Regions from separate parts of the Mus musculus genome. Here region 2 is linked to region 1. The links are chromatin contacts, called in public promoter capture Hi-C maps. All regions are on one chromosome and are shown on one strand. The core of a region is the stretch at or near the end of the contact, and the rest is flanking DNA. Distances in the headings are between cores, read along the strand shown. Region 1 holds the start of Tle7 (TLE family member 7). Region 2 overlaps Hydin (HYDIN, axonemal central pair apparatus protein).

Evidence for each region. Promoter capture Hi-C pulls out the DNA fragments that hold promoters and counts their contacts.
Region 2: a contact with region 1 is called in a promoter capture Hi-C map of embryonic stem cells, with 3 times the contacts expected there. The contact joins the enhancer-like site here to the promoter of Tle7 in region 1. A contact is called at or near these places in 13 of 39 promoter capture datasets (the 3T3-L1 cell line, 3T3-L1-derived adipocytes, Sertoli cells and 7 more), 1 of 115 datasets of contacts at active chromatin or transcription factors (embryonic stem cells) and 2 of 9 other capture datasets (embryonic stem cells and liver).

The regions. Positions count from the first base shown.
Region 1 is chr8:110,098,043-110,104,380 of GRCm38.p6, forward strand. It overlaps Tle7 (TLE family member 7), which reads left to right and starts at 3,290. Exons shown (of 10, transcript NM_001370839.1): 1 at 3,290-3,492. The coding sequence starts at 3,322.
Region 2 is chr8:110,517,244-110,524,095 of GRCm38.p6, forward strand. Hydin (HYDIN, axonemal central pair apparatus protein) reads left to right here. Exons shown (of 87, transcript NM_172916.2): 42 at 1,838-2,058; 43 at 5,829-5,966. Among named protein-coding and RNA genes, the nearest start is that of Gm21283, 18 kb to the left of the region's middle. Within about 2 kb of position 2,673, at least 8 of the 459 cell types and tissues checked have an H3K27ac peak or open chromatin away from gene starts, as enhancers often do. A contact at or near this core is called in embryonic stem cells, where this site is marked.

The DNA of each region.
Region 1 (6,338 bases), core at 2,040-4,539:
CATCTCGTGATTTGAGCCCTGTCTGACGATAGCAAAGATAGGGACTGCATCAGTTTCTTATTTGAAGAAAATTTCTCAGATGCTATATGTTAGCATCTGTTTAGTTCTGGAGAAGGTAGGTAGATAAATATTCAAACAGAAACAAAATACCAGTAAACATCCATGCCCAGCTGTAAGGAAAGGTCAAAGGCAGGTTGCTGTTCTAGAGAGAAGGTTGGTGGTTGCCCCCAGGAACTGCCATCCTGTAGGCATTGTCTAAACCAGGCAGATTACTTGGCACCACCCCCATGGTAGCCTCAAGTGTGTAGGGTTGTGAAAAGATTGAGTCTCGAGTGGTTCTAGACAGTTGTCCAATTTATCCCCCTGGGGAAATCCAGAGGACAGTTAGGGGAAACATTTAAAACCTCAGCAAAAGCATCGTTGTGCCTAAATCCTACCTTTTGGGTATCTAATCTCTCTGTACACAGCTGAGGTTGGAGAAGCGTCTCAGGCTTCAGGCTCTCGTTTTAGCATGTACAAAATGGGGTGGTGGTAGGATCTACTTCCCAAGTGTGGTAGTGATTATCTGCTACACAGTTGTGCATGCACACCGATGTGTACACACACGTGTGTGTGTGCTCGTGTAAAGTCAAGCATCCAAGTCTCTCTCCTAATGACAGAAAGGTATGCACACAAACTCTGCCATTGACAATGTCCTCCTCAGATCCCTCTCCCACAGACTCCCAGGGGCATTCATAATACATGAGTAATACACATCATAGCCCCCAAAGCTTGCCTTTTTGGCCCTTACAAATTTAGCCATCAGTATTGGCCAGGTGTACTGCACTGAGCACTTCAAAGAAGCCATCCTTATCAGCTGGTGGCATGTATAGGACCTCAGTGGAGTGTCCCAGGGATGCCGTTGTATAAATTGACCCTCTCCTGGCACTCCTGGGAGCTAAGCATAGAGAGAGGCAAGCCTTGCCTCCTCCGTCATGCCTCGGAGAGAGAAAGGAGAAGAACCCATTCCTTCTCTTGGCCATGTGTGGTGCTGGCCTGAGTAGTTGCAAACCATACTCTATGAGATCCAGAGAAGTCTCTAGCCATGGGTCCAGGTCCTCCATTTATTTATGGAGAAGCCGAGGTCCAGGGATATATGGGACACCCTCTTGTCACTCAGCTCACTTGTATCTAATCCCAGGCAGGGGAGAGGTCAGATCCTGTGGGAAGCTCCTTAAGCAGGAAGTCCCTAAAACTGATCAGACTCACTAGGCCTCTCCCTGCCTGAGTAAGCAATAAAAGATGAGAGCCCCCTTTAGTCAGAAGGAAGCTGAGCTCCGAAGAAGGTTCCTAGACCAGACCAGCTGCCTGGAAGAAGCAGAAACAAACTAAGCTGTCTGGAAGAGGCTAAGAACCACAGAGGTACCCGGAAGGGGACACTCTCTCTGTTGAGCTGTCTGCAGGTTGTGCAGTGTGTTCCAGTTTCTCAGCTTTATGAGCTGCGACCGATACTGGGGCAGGTGATGCAGCTGTCTTTGAGTCATTTCTGCTCCTGTAAGTAACCCTTCACCCATATTTCTGTAAGCAACCCCAATAAAACTCACTGGCTCACCAAATTGAACTTTGGTGGGATTCATACTCTGGTCTACCTTGGGCCCTCTATCTTGTGTATGTTGAATCTCCCCAGGAAACTGTGGGACAATTGTGGCTGGGGGGTGGTGGGGAACAGGTCAGGAGCAAGAGTAAGGTCTAGGCTTGTCCAAACCCCGAAAATCTCATCTTGAGACTGGCGGGAAGAAAGATCACCTTCTCCTTGTTCTGGGCCTGCATGCCCTGGGGCACGTAGCCCTGTGACCCCCACCTTCACAACCTCTAAGGTAGTCGTGTAGCCTGATGGTTAAATTACAGGTTTAATTCCCTCTCTTCCTACAAGGGCTTTTCCAGCAAGCACCTGGAATTCCTCTTCATGCAAAGAAATCATCCCCAGCACCCAGCACGAGCCACTAATGTACACTCACCCACAAGACCCCTACCCACTCCCCAAGGCTTATATAGCCCTTGTTACCCCCGAATAAAGAAAGCTGTAACACCGAAAACCATTTAGAGAAGGCTTCTTTCTCTTCCCATCTCCCCCAACCTCCTGTGAACCCACCTACCTGAACAAGCTTTGCTTGGTCCTTTCTCTCTGGCCTGGTGCTAGACCATGCCTGAACACCCTAAAGGCAGGAGTGGCGCTAGGTCCACAGGAAACAGTCTGTCTCACAACAGATGGCCAGGGAGTACTCCACCCGTCTTTAGCTCACAGCCGTGGACCCCAAGATGTGCTTTCTGCTCCCTCAACGCAGATGTACTATCGAGGCTCGAATCCAAGAGCACTTAAGTCAGAAGGTCTGACGTTCCAGATCTGCCACCAGTGGGCACCTGTGTAAACTCTGCCTCAGAGTCTTGGCCAGTATGAGGACGTGGCTGACCCAGGGCCTCCAGAAGGCTGTGCTTTGATGGCCAGTGGTTATTTTCCCCCCTCCCTGCAGGATTGTTACTGTCCAGGACTCACCTCTCTGCTCAGACCCCCTAAGACCGGCAGGTGAAGAAAGCTATTTGACACCTGCCAAACCTCTACTGAGCCTCCTCACCAGACAGAGTACCCCAGCCACAGCTGCCCAGGTCCAGGAGATGCCTTACAGTGACAAAGGAGGAGCCTTGGCTCAAAGACTTTTTTCTTTTTCTACACTGTAACATTTCTCACCTGCAGCTCTAAACCCAGATGGGCACCTGTTACAATCTTTTCTCCTTCTGTAGGGATCAGTACATCTGTCCCAGGAGTGGAGGGGACCCTCCCGTCCAAAACCCGTCACCCCCCAGAAAATGTCTGGGTATACCTGAGTCTGAGAGGGGGCATCTGGGAAGACCTTCTCCAGCCTTTCTGCCTCTGAAATCTCCCCACCCTCCAGACCACTTTCCCACTTTGGTCTGTTGTCCTGCCTGACCAGAAAGCGAAGAGCATTCAGTTCTGTTCCAGAATGCCTGCCAGCCCCTTCCGCTTAGTCAAGAATCGGACGACGGGAGAGGAGCTGATCTTGGCCTTTTTTTTGGGGGGGGGGTGCGGGGGGGGGGCTAAGCACGCAGCCATTGGGTTGGGCAAGGACCCAGTTTCCTTTAGTTCCACACACTACAGCTCAGGTAGAGCACCTTCCAGGCCTCCCGGGAGGATAGGGGTGGGGGTGGGGGCGGCTCCGTGCTGAGGCCTGGACCAGTTGGGAAGGCGCTGGGGTCATCGGCCTACTCTTTCGTCTGCCTCCTTCCTGCTCCAGTTTCATCTACCATAGCAGGGCGGGTCTTCAAATGGCTGACATGTTCTTGAGGTGTGGCTCCCACCCCCTATCGGCCGCGGAAATCCCACCCACCCTCCGTCCAAGCCCAGCCTCCAGGAAGCCTCCCTCAACTGCACACTGCGCCAAGTGTCTCCTGTGGCGGCCCCCGGGTCCCCCCAGCAGAGACTCGCAACCAGTCACGGTAAGAGACTAGTCTGTCGCTGTCAATCCCTGTGTGTCCTCCTGTCTTTCCCTCACCCAGGGTGGGACCACCCATTTGTCACCAGGGCATGGCCTCCGAGGGCTCCTCCCAGCACAGGCCCGAGCTTCATGCACCCAGCTGCACAGATCCCCCCTCCCACGCCATTCTCAGAGTGGGGGCCTCGTGCAGGGCTGTCTGGGCCTGCAGCTGGCGTCTGGTGCAAGGGGACAGGGACATGAGCGCTACATGTGGGTCTGGGGGTGACCTGCATAGGGAGGAGGGCCGGCAAAGCAGCCATTTAGGAATCCTCTTTCGCTCCTGCTGCCTCCTAGTGGAGCAACTCGCCTGGCCGCTTCCAGCAAGGCGGGAAACAAATAGTTGCCATGTCACCAGCGTGAGGCCACTGGGTCCCCTCGGCCACACGAAGGCTCTTTCTCTGCTCGGAACCTGAGGAGAAGCCCTTCGCCAGCTGCCTCAAATCCAGGACCCCACAGCAGCTGGGGCTGAGGTGCTGGTGGGAAAATGTCCCCAGCGTCTCCTAGGGGAGCCTGAAGAGATGGCGGAGACTAGAGGGCTGCAGGGGTGTCCGACGGGAGCGCACTGGTTAGCCCACCGCGTCCTCTTTAAAGAGGGCTAGCAGTCTAGTGATGAACCAGCTCCCAGTCAGAGGAGCTCAGGAGAAGGGCTGCGGTGAGGCATGTCGCCCCCAAGACCCTGATAGTGACAATTCAAGGCTTAGCTCAAAGCTCCCTAGGAAGAAAACGGAGAATTCTGGACAGAAACTGGACTGTAGGATTCGGAATGTAAGTGTTCAGCCTCCGGGTGGGAAAGGAGAGCGCCTTGTGTGAGAGGCGATCACCATCATCACGCTTGTCTGAAAGGAGGCCCGATAAGGCTTGGAGAATTGAAAGTTCCCCAGTGACATCAAAGGACCAGATGAATATGGAGGAGATGAATAGTGAGAAGGGACCTGGCCCATTGCCGTCCCTTCCTTCTGGAAGGACCCTATTGTACACTGCTCAGAGCAAAAGTCACCTCTCTTTTGTGTCTCCTCCCCGACCCCCCCCCCCCCCACCCCCGATTCTGTGACCTCAGCCTACTCTTTACCGCCCTCTGCTCTTTGGACTTGGAACTGCAGATGTCCCGCACTGTATGAGGAAGGCAGGAAGTGTTTGGTACCTGTGAATTTTCTCCTTTATACGTTTTCATCAACAAATGTCTAGGTGACTCTCTCTGGAGCACTTTGTTGAAAGAGAAGCACCTGCACTGGGAGACTGAAGAGGGGTAGGGGTGGGGTGGGGTGGGGTCAGTGCTCTGAGCATAGCTCTCTAGTGAACTACCTAGGAACCCCAAGGGCCTTATGGGTGGAAATTAGATTTGAGCTGCTTCATACTTGTTCACACTCAGGCATAGCCTCAAATAAAGATCTGCAGGCCAGTGTTCTTGGTTCTGGTACCACCTAGGGGTTAACCCACCAGCTGGGGTACACCTTAGCTTCCACGGACATCATTTGACTGTATTCCCTGGGCAAGGGGACATCTACAGCTGACTGGCCCTTCTAGGGTTGTAAAGGCAAGAAACCAAGGCCAAAGTACCTGGAGTTCACTGGATGGAGAGGAAGGAGGCTCATGGCACTGGGACTTTCAGGCCTTTAACTCATTGCTTTTTTTTTCCCCTTGAAAAAAATGCACACAAATACCAACACAAAATCCACCATTTTAACTCTATAAAATGTACAATTCGGTGATGTCACAGCATTGAACAACTACCATAATTTTCCAGTTTTAGAACATTTACATCATTACATGTTACCAGCCTGGGCCTCAGCTTCCCCATCTGAAAATGAAGCTAATAAGAAACGGCTTTCCTAAGACCGGAGGCGATGTAATCAAACTTCTGTTTCTGTAGTAGGAATTAGCTTGCTTGGATAATGAGGGGTGTGGGCGTGACCCCCAAGATCAGTGAGAGCATCAGTGGTGCCAGATGGCAAGTAAATAAATGTCAAAACATTGGCATAAAAGTCTTAGAAGGTACTGGAGATGAACTTTTAATTCCAGCACTCAGCAGGCAGAGGCAAGTGGATCTCAATGAGTTCAAAGGCAGCTTGGTCTACTTAAGAAATTCTGGACCCACCAAGGCTACACGGGGAGGCCTTGTCTCACAAGTTGAGAATCATCCAGATGGCTTTCAAAAAGAAATATAACTATAGCCAGGCATGGTGGGCACCCATTTTTAATCCCAGCACTCAGTACATTGAGGCAAGTGGATCTCTTGAGTTCAAGGTCAGCCAGGCCAACCAGAGCTACACAGTGAGATTCTGTCTCAAAGAAACAAAACAAGCTGAAAAAGATTTGAGTTTCTTATCCTAAACACAAGTTTTATAGTATTTGATAGAAAATTACTCATATTTAATACTTCTTGCAACATTAAAAATAGCCACCTGGGCTTGGATTTGTATTCTGGTTTTGGACAAGAATCTGTGGGATTCTACCCCTCACCTCCAATTAATCCTATGGTTCCAAATTAGGGACAGAGCACAGGCCCTGTGTCCTTCACTGTGTATTTTCTGTGAGAATCATTAAAGAGGTATTTACCGAAAGAGGGATTGTGTCAGGACAGGGATTTATGTGAAGTTCCCTCCTGGGTAGTTTACACAGCGGGCTGTAATAAACTGCTAACCACTTTACAAGAAACCCAGTGATCCCTTTGAGAAGTTCTTTCCTCCAAGGGCTGCAATGACCACAGGCACTGTCTCCTCTGTTATTCAGGAGTTCCTCAAGGATGTAGGCTTGGCTTTGGCCTGGTCTCGGCTCAGTGCACAGGAGCATCAATGCATCTGTATGATT
Region 2 (6,852 bases), core at 1,423-3,922, 420 kb after region 1:
TCCTTGCCCTCCTTTGCTCTAGTAAACATACTGTTCTCACTTTATTTCATTTTGTGCTATTTATCTATTTCACAGTTTTTATGCTTGGCTTAGCTATTGACCTATCCATCCTCATGTAATAGGTTATATAAAATATACCACTGTAGTTGATTTTATTTTATTTTTATGTGCTACTGGAAATTTTTTTAAATTACATACATCATTGTGACAGCAGTGGTTTGGATCATTGTTCAGAAAAATTGAGCAGCGAAGGGGACGGGGCAAAATGATGACAGGGCACAGAAGAGGGACAATGACGAAAGAAAGAAGAAAGGAAAACAGAGGAAGAAAGGAAAAAAAGAAGGAAGTTATGTATTCAAATGAAAACTTTTGTTATGGTTGTGTCTAGCTGCTCTTATTGAAATATGGAGGGTGTGACAGAAGAGAAACAGCTAGAGGCTCATGGACACTGTAAAGAGACTGTATGATCAGTGGATCACAGAGCAGGCAGGAGAGCCAGAGTCCATAGTGAAAAATGGTCGAGACTGAGGGGAGATGCTAGTGGCCAGTGCTTCTGAGGAAGCTGAGGGGAGCAAAGCAGAGATGTTGGGCCTGGTGAGGGGCCTGGTGGAGAGTCTGGTAAGTTAGAAGACTAGCACCCTTCATAACTGCTGTAGAACTCAGCTGTGACTTTTTCCACTAGGGAGTTAGGCGTCCCTAGTCCTCCAGCAGGTGCAGTGTGGCTTTTCTGTACATAGCCCCAAATACTGGGAGAGGGGAGAAGGGAATTGCAGGAAACGATAAGCCAGCGGGGAACTGTAGCTATGAGGGAGCCCTGGAGAGTTATACGCTGAGATGATTGGCAGGAGCATTGAGGCCGAGTCTCCCCGAGACCTAGAGGACCACTGATGTTGCTTGGCTTATGAGACAAAGAATGTGTCCTCCACCCCTGGTCTCCTTCAGGGGTGCCCAGCCCATCTTTGAAGTCAGAATCCCAGGGGGCACAATGAGACAGGGCAAATATGTCAAGCAAGGGGGCCATAAGACGACTCTGAGGCTCAGGGCTGGCACAAAGGCACTCTAGCAAGTGCTTATCTAAGTAGATTTTAACTGAAATTTTAGAAAGTGGGTTATTTCAAGAGGGAGCTGAGAAGGTAGCAGTCTGCTTGGAAGGAGAATCAGGAACAAAACGGAGAAAATAACTGCATGAGTGAAGGTCCCATTTGCTAATAACCACATACTTCTTGTTTAATTCATTCTTCATTAGAGTTGGTTCTGCTGAGGGCAGAAAAAACTCTGCCCTATCTGCTCCTCGACCTTACCACTGCCCAAAAGCTCAGAAGGTTAAGGGTCAGATTGTCAAGGCAAGGCCTTAGTGCACACGCAACTTAAGAAACCCTTGGCTTCTGGGCCAAGAAAGAAAATGGGCACAGACGGTTATAAGAGCTATAGAAAAGATGGGCAATATGGTAGTTTGAATGAGAAATGACCTAACACACACACACACACACACACACACACACACACACACAGCTCAAATATTTGAATATTTGGTCCCAGTTGGTAGGGACCAAAATAAAAACTAAAAGTCTATAAAATTGCCTTTGGTCATAGTATTTTATCACAACTATTAAAAATTAAAAGTAACTGATGCAGGCACAAAAGAGCTCAGGACCCCAGGGGAGCCATCCTCTGATACTCAGTGGGTGGAGCCTCTTCTTCCCGCCCAGGTCAGTCAGCTGTATATGAAGATTGCTCAGTATTCTGTAAGAGAGTAACATAGGCTGCAGTGTATTGTCCCCCACTGTCCTTTCCTTCATATGGTGACTTTTACTGAAACCCCACCTTCTTCCAGCAGCTCATGAGTCTTCAATGACCCAAAATACTGTGGTACCAGCACGACTAAGCACTGAGAACTTGGGCAGGTTTACCTCAGAGCTCACTCTAATAACCCAGGAATACAAAGTTCCGAAGACCGTGCGCGGGAGTGTGATGCTCCCCAAAGGCAAGGCGGACAGCCACTTTACTGGGTCTCAGAAGCAGCATCACCAGCACCAATCCGAAACACCGCAGGTACAGGTACGCAGGGATCCCTGGAAAGAGGGTTGGGAATCCTTCCTCCCCCTTCACAGCATCCTGCGGCCAGGCCAGCACCCCGTGGCTGCCCTACACCACTCCTTCAGAAACTAGTACACAGCCACCTGGTACCCAGTAAGCACTATTCTATTACTGGCACCGCACTGGATCCCAGAGGGATGACAGTGACAAAAGGAAGGTCTCCCACTCAAGCCGCAGTAGTGGCGAGTCGACGAGGAAGCCGATCATGCTCACAAATTGCCTGGAGCAAAACGGTGACAGGAGATAGCCACAAGAGAAATTCGGTTGAACCTTTTAGAATCTCATAATAATAATAATAATAATCTCCTATGACTCAAACAGTACAAGAGGAACATAAAGGATTGTCCTATTAAAATAAGTGGTGCTGGGCTGTAGGGAAAGTCGGTGTAGGTCATAAAGAAGTCATTTGGCCCCAGCCACATGCTGGGGAATGTAAACTGCCATCTTGGCAAAAACGCCGTGCTAAAGGCAGAGACATCCAATGAAATCAAGGAATGAGCAGTGGGTAGAGAGTGAGGGCCAGTGAGTATCAGCCCTTGAGATGTGAGCGGAAGGGCTGGAAGGACTTGCCAGGGACCACGCCCAAGGTCAAGTGTGTGGTCACTGGGAGAGAAACAAAGGCAAAAGTAGGAAGCAGGCCTGAAATGAATGCAGCCCCAGGGGACTTGTCACCCATGGTAACGTCTATGTTCCCAAGCCACGTGTTCTGCTCAGAATAGACCATATTATCGTCTTCTTAAAGAGCAGGAAGCATGGGTGGATGGTACTCTTGCAAAATGTAAGGTCCACACAGGAAGAGATGAGATCCCAAGAGAAAAGGAAAAGGGTTGATCAGTTAAAAGATAACTCCCTCTGGGATCCATAAAGGTTCAAAAGAAGAAAAAGATACAGCTAAGGATAGGAGATGTGAGATGGAGGGTGGAAGTTGGGGAAATCTTACCCTATCACTCTTGTATGTATGTGTATAGGAGGTATGGTCTTTTATAGGAGGCAGTGAGGAGTTTGGGGTTAGAGGCTGCCTTCCCTACAGGGGACTGGTAGAACACAAATATCTCCACTGTCACAACGGGACCCGAAACTGGTGCTGCATAAAGAGAGAGTTGAGAATGCCGACGGCCCAACTAAGACTAGAACCTCAAGTTCACAGTTTTACTAGTTCCCCCAAGTGGCCCCTGGCAGGCCTCATTCAGAGACAGAGAAACAAGAAGTTGTCGTTGGAGCAGAGGAAGGGTATGCTCAGAACTAGGTACAAGGCAGTTCAGGTGGCGTCAGTAAGAGGAGGCCAGCCAAAGTAAAGAAAGAATTAGAGGACATGGAGGGGGAACGGGAAGATCTGAGGGTCTTCAGACCCTCAGTCTTGGAATCACGCTGCCTAGGCACCAGGTGTTTCATAGTAGGTATCTAAGGTGGACAGAGATAGCTGAAGATCCTTATAGAGAGGAGATACAACAGGCTCATAGAACTTCATAAAAAGAAAGCCGAGCATTAAATTAGGAATGCAGGTTAAGTAAAGATTTAGCTCCTAACAGGAATGGAGACCAGAATATAGATGGGACAGGTGAATGGAGCAATGTCCGCCCTGGAGAAGACACCTACAGGTGGACGGAGCATCTCAGGGGCTAAACTGGTGCCCAACAAGGTCTTTTATCTGCACCTCCCCTATAAGTGCGTTTTGTGTTCATAGTACCTTGTGAGCTGGAGCCCCTGGCTCGTTTTCTTTGGGAGCCCCAGCCTTTAACCCTCTTCCCTGAGAGCTATGACATTCTTTACACCGATGCTCGTATTTGTTAAAAATAGGGCATCATGGTAAGTTTTGCTTGTTTTCCTTCTATCAATCTAGAAGTAAAGACTTTTAGAATGTTTTGGGGACAGCAGAAAATCCCAGTTCTGACTCTAGCTCTCTCTCTCTCTCTCTCTCTCTCTCTCTCTCTCTCTCTCTCTCTCAGTAAACAGTAACCCTAAAAGAAGTCAGAGTAGAAATCAGAACCTGTATACCACATGTATACATGTGCACGAGCTCACACAAAAGCACACACAACCCTGCACTGCTCAACATGACAAGACCCAAATGAATTGGAGACAGATTCTGAGCTGATCACTCTACCCATCTATACATGTGCACTGGTTCCCATCCCTCTCCCTCTTATTCAATTCAGGGGTTAAATCCATGGTCCTTGCCCTCCTTTTTTTTTTTTTTTTTTTTTTTTTTGGTTTTTTGGTTTTTTGGGTTTTTGGTTTTTCCAGACAGGGTTTCTCTGTATAGCCCTGGCTGTCTTGGACCTCACTTTGTAGACCAGGCTGGCCTCAAACTCAAAAATCCACCTGCCTCTGCCTCCCGAGTGCTGGGATTAAAGGCGTGCACCACCATGCCCCCTCCAGCTCCTAACTCACTCTTCAGATCCCCTTCTCTGTTTCCTCCAAGGACCACTTCCTCTGTCTCAGTCGCCCCTGATCTCCTTCACCAGTCCCATCCAGACATCCACCTGCCTTCCAATATTCCACCACCACCATTGCTTACCAGATTCCATACACGCTGAACTCCCGTGTGCTCCCAAATCAGCTCACGCACGCAGCTCCCTCACAGAGACAGTTCTCAAGTTCTTGTCTCAGTCTGCCATGGTTCCAAGCTTATATGATCCTCCCGTGATTCTCCACCCCTTCACTGCCCCGTCATTCCCTTGCCCTCTCACTTCCCCACCACACGCCTCCCTGCCGTGAATATTACCGGTTCCTGGGTAATGCGCTCAGTTTCTGTGTCTCCCGTGAGAGTGGTAAGAGCCGTGGAGGCAGCATCAATTGCTGGTCCTGTTTGTTGTTGGATGCCTACCTAGTCCACAAGGAGGGCCTGGTGCATGATGGGAACTCAGTAAATATCTGTTGGGTGAATGGGCAGTCAAATACAGGTCAGGACACATACAGAGAACCTCCCACAGTATCCCTGCTTGAAGCTACCACCATTCCTGAGAGTGAAAGAACCTAGTGGGGAAACCCCCACTCAATTTCCGTTCGGCGTGCACCCAAGAATCATGAACAGACGACCATCTTGATGTAAAAGCATGAATTTAATGACAGAGTTTAATGACAGAGTTTAATGACAGAGCTCCGGGCCGACACATATCTCCTGCAGGAGACAGAGGTGTCGACCACATGGTGGAGCCATAATGGCAGAGCTCTGGGTCGAAACGTATCTCACGCAGGAGACAGTGGTTTTGACCACGAGTATTGGAAGCTAGGGGTTTTTATAGAAAAGGGGTGGGACTGGGGGAGGAATTGGCGCGGTTTCACATGATTGGTCCATTTAAACATCAACAGACTGTTAGAAGGGCAGGAGATAGGGAGGCACTAGGCCAGTCAGGACATGTAACGATGGGCCTGCCCAGGCATGTCCTGACCTGTTCTTCTATGTTCTCAGGCCCAGGTTTCAAAGCTCACAAACAACTCTTTAGGCTATTTGACATAAATTACATGAATCACATGTCTCAAGTTTTATTTCCTTTCAAGAGAAGTAGGGAATCATGCCATTTGAAATATAGTCCTCATTATTTAAGGAGCCTGCAAGAGTTTTGTGGTATTATTATTATTATTATTGTTATTGTTATTATTATTATTATTATTATTTTGTGTGTGTGTGTGTGTGTGTGTGTGTGTGTGTGTAGGCTACATTGCCTGTATGTATAGTTGTTGAGACATAAGGCTGGCTTTTGACTTCCTGCCCTTCTCCCACTCATCAGATCTCCTCTAGCCCTCTCCTCCCCGGCCCCACCCATCGGCGGCTCAGCGTCAGCGCCAGTATTGGCGGGGAGACCGGGCTGATGAGCTGCGTGCTCCCAGATGACCTCCTCATTCAGATCCTGGCTGAGCGGATACAGGTGTGTACACGCCCACCCACACAAAGCAGCAGGCTTGGAACTCACACACTGAACCCTTGCTGAGAGCTGAGACGCTAGGCCATCGGCCCCCCTCAGTGGCTCAGAGCCCTCGGGACTCAAAGGGTCCCTTGCTTGTCTTTTGTCGCTCTCGCCCATGACCTCTGTCTGTCCTCCAGTTGGAAGCTACTCTTCTTTTTAAAGAACCAGGGAGCAGGTTTTACACCAAAGAAATAAAGCAAAAAGAGCAATGTGATAAAAAGTATAATGTGAGCAGCTGGAAGTCCAAGCTTGCCTGGCACGGTAGTGTGCACCTGAAATCCCGGAGCTCCCGACGCTGGGGCATGGGATTGCGGAACTCAGACCAGGCTGGGTTGCATAATGAGATTTTTGTCTCAAAAATAAAACATGGGTCTCTGTAAATTACAGATTAAAAAAAAAGTTTTCATAATGTAATGTGAAACAGATTAATATGTAAAGCAAATTTACATTTTATATATTTGCAAATAATGTCACATGCATTGACAAAAACCTCCTACAGTGTGAGATCAGTGTTACTCTCTTTGGTTAGTAGGTCTATGGGTTTTACATCTCCTTTTATCTTTCTCAATTCTTCTTAAAAGCATACTGCTTTTAAGGTCAAAACCAATGTGATTTTTTTTTTAATGAACTTGGGGGTCTGGAGCTGCAGTCCAGTGAAAGAGTACCTGCCTGGCTTGCTTAAGGCCTTGGTTTTCTCTCCAGGACCACGTGGACACATGAAAAAACTACGTATGCTCTGGAGTCACGACCAGCAAGGCCTATGGGCTCCCAGAGCTGTGTGTTTCCTTTAGTTTCTCATACCGGGCAGCTATTAAGCACATTTCTTTCATGTGTCTGTGTGTATAGG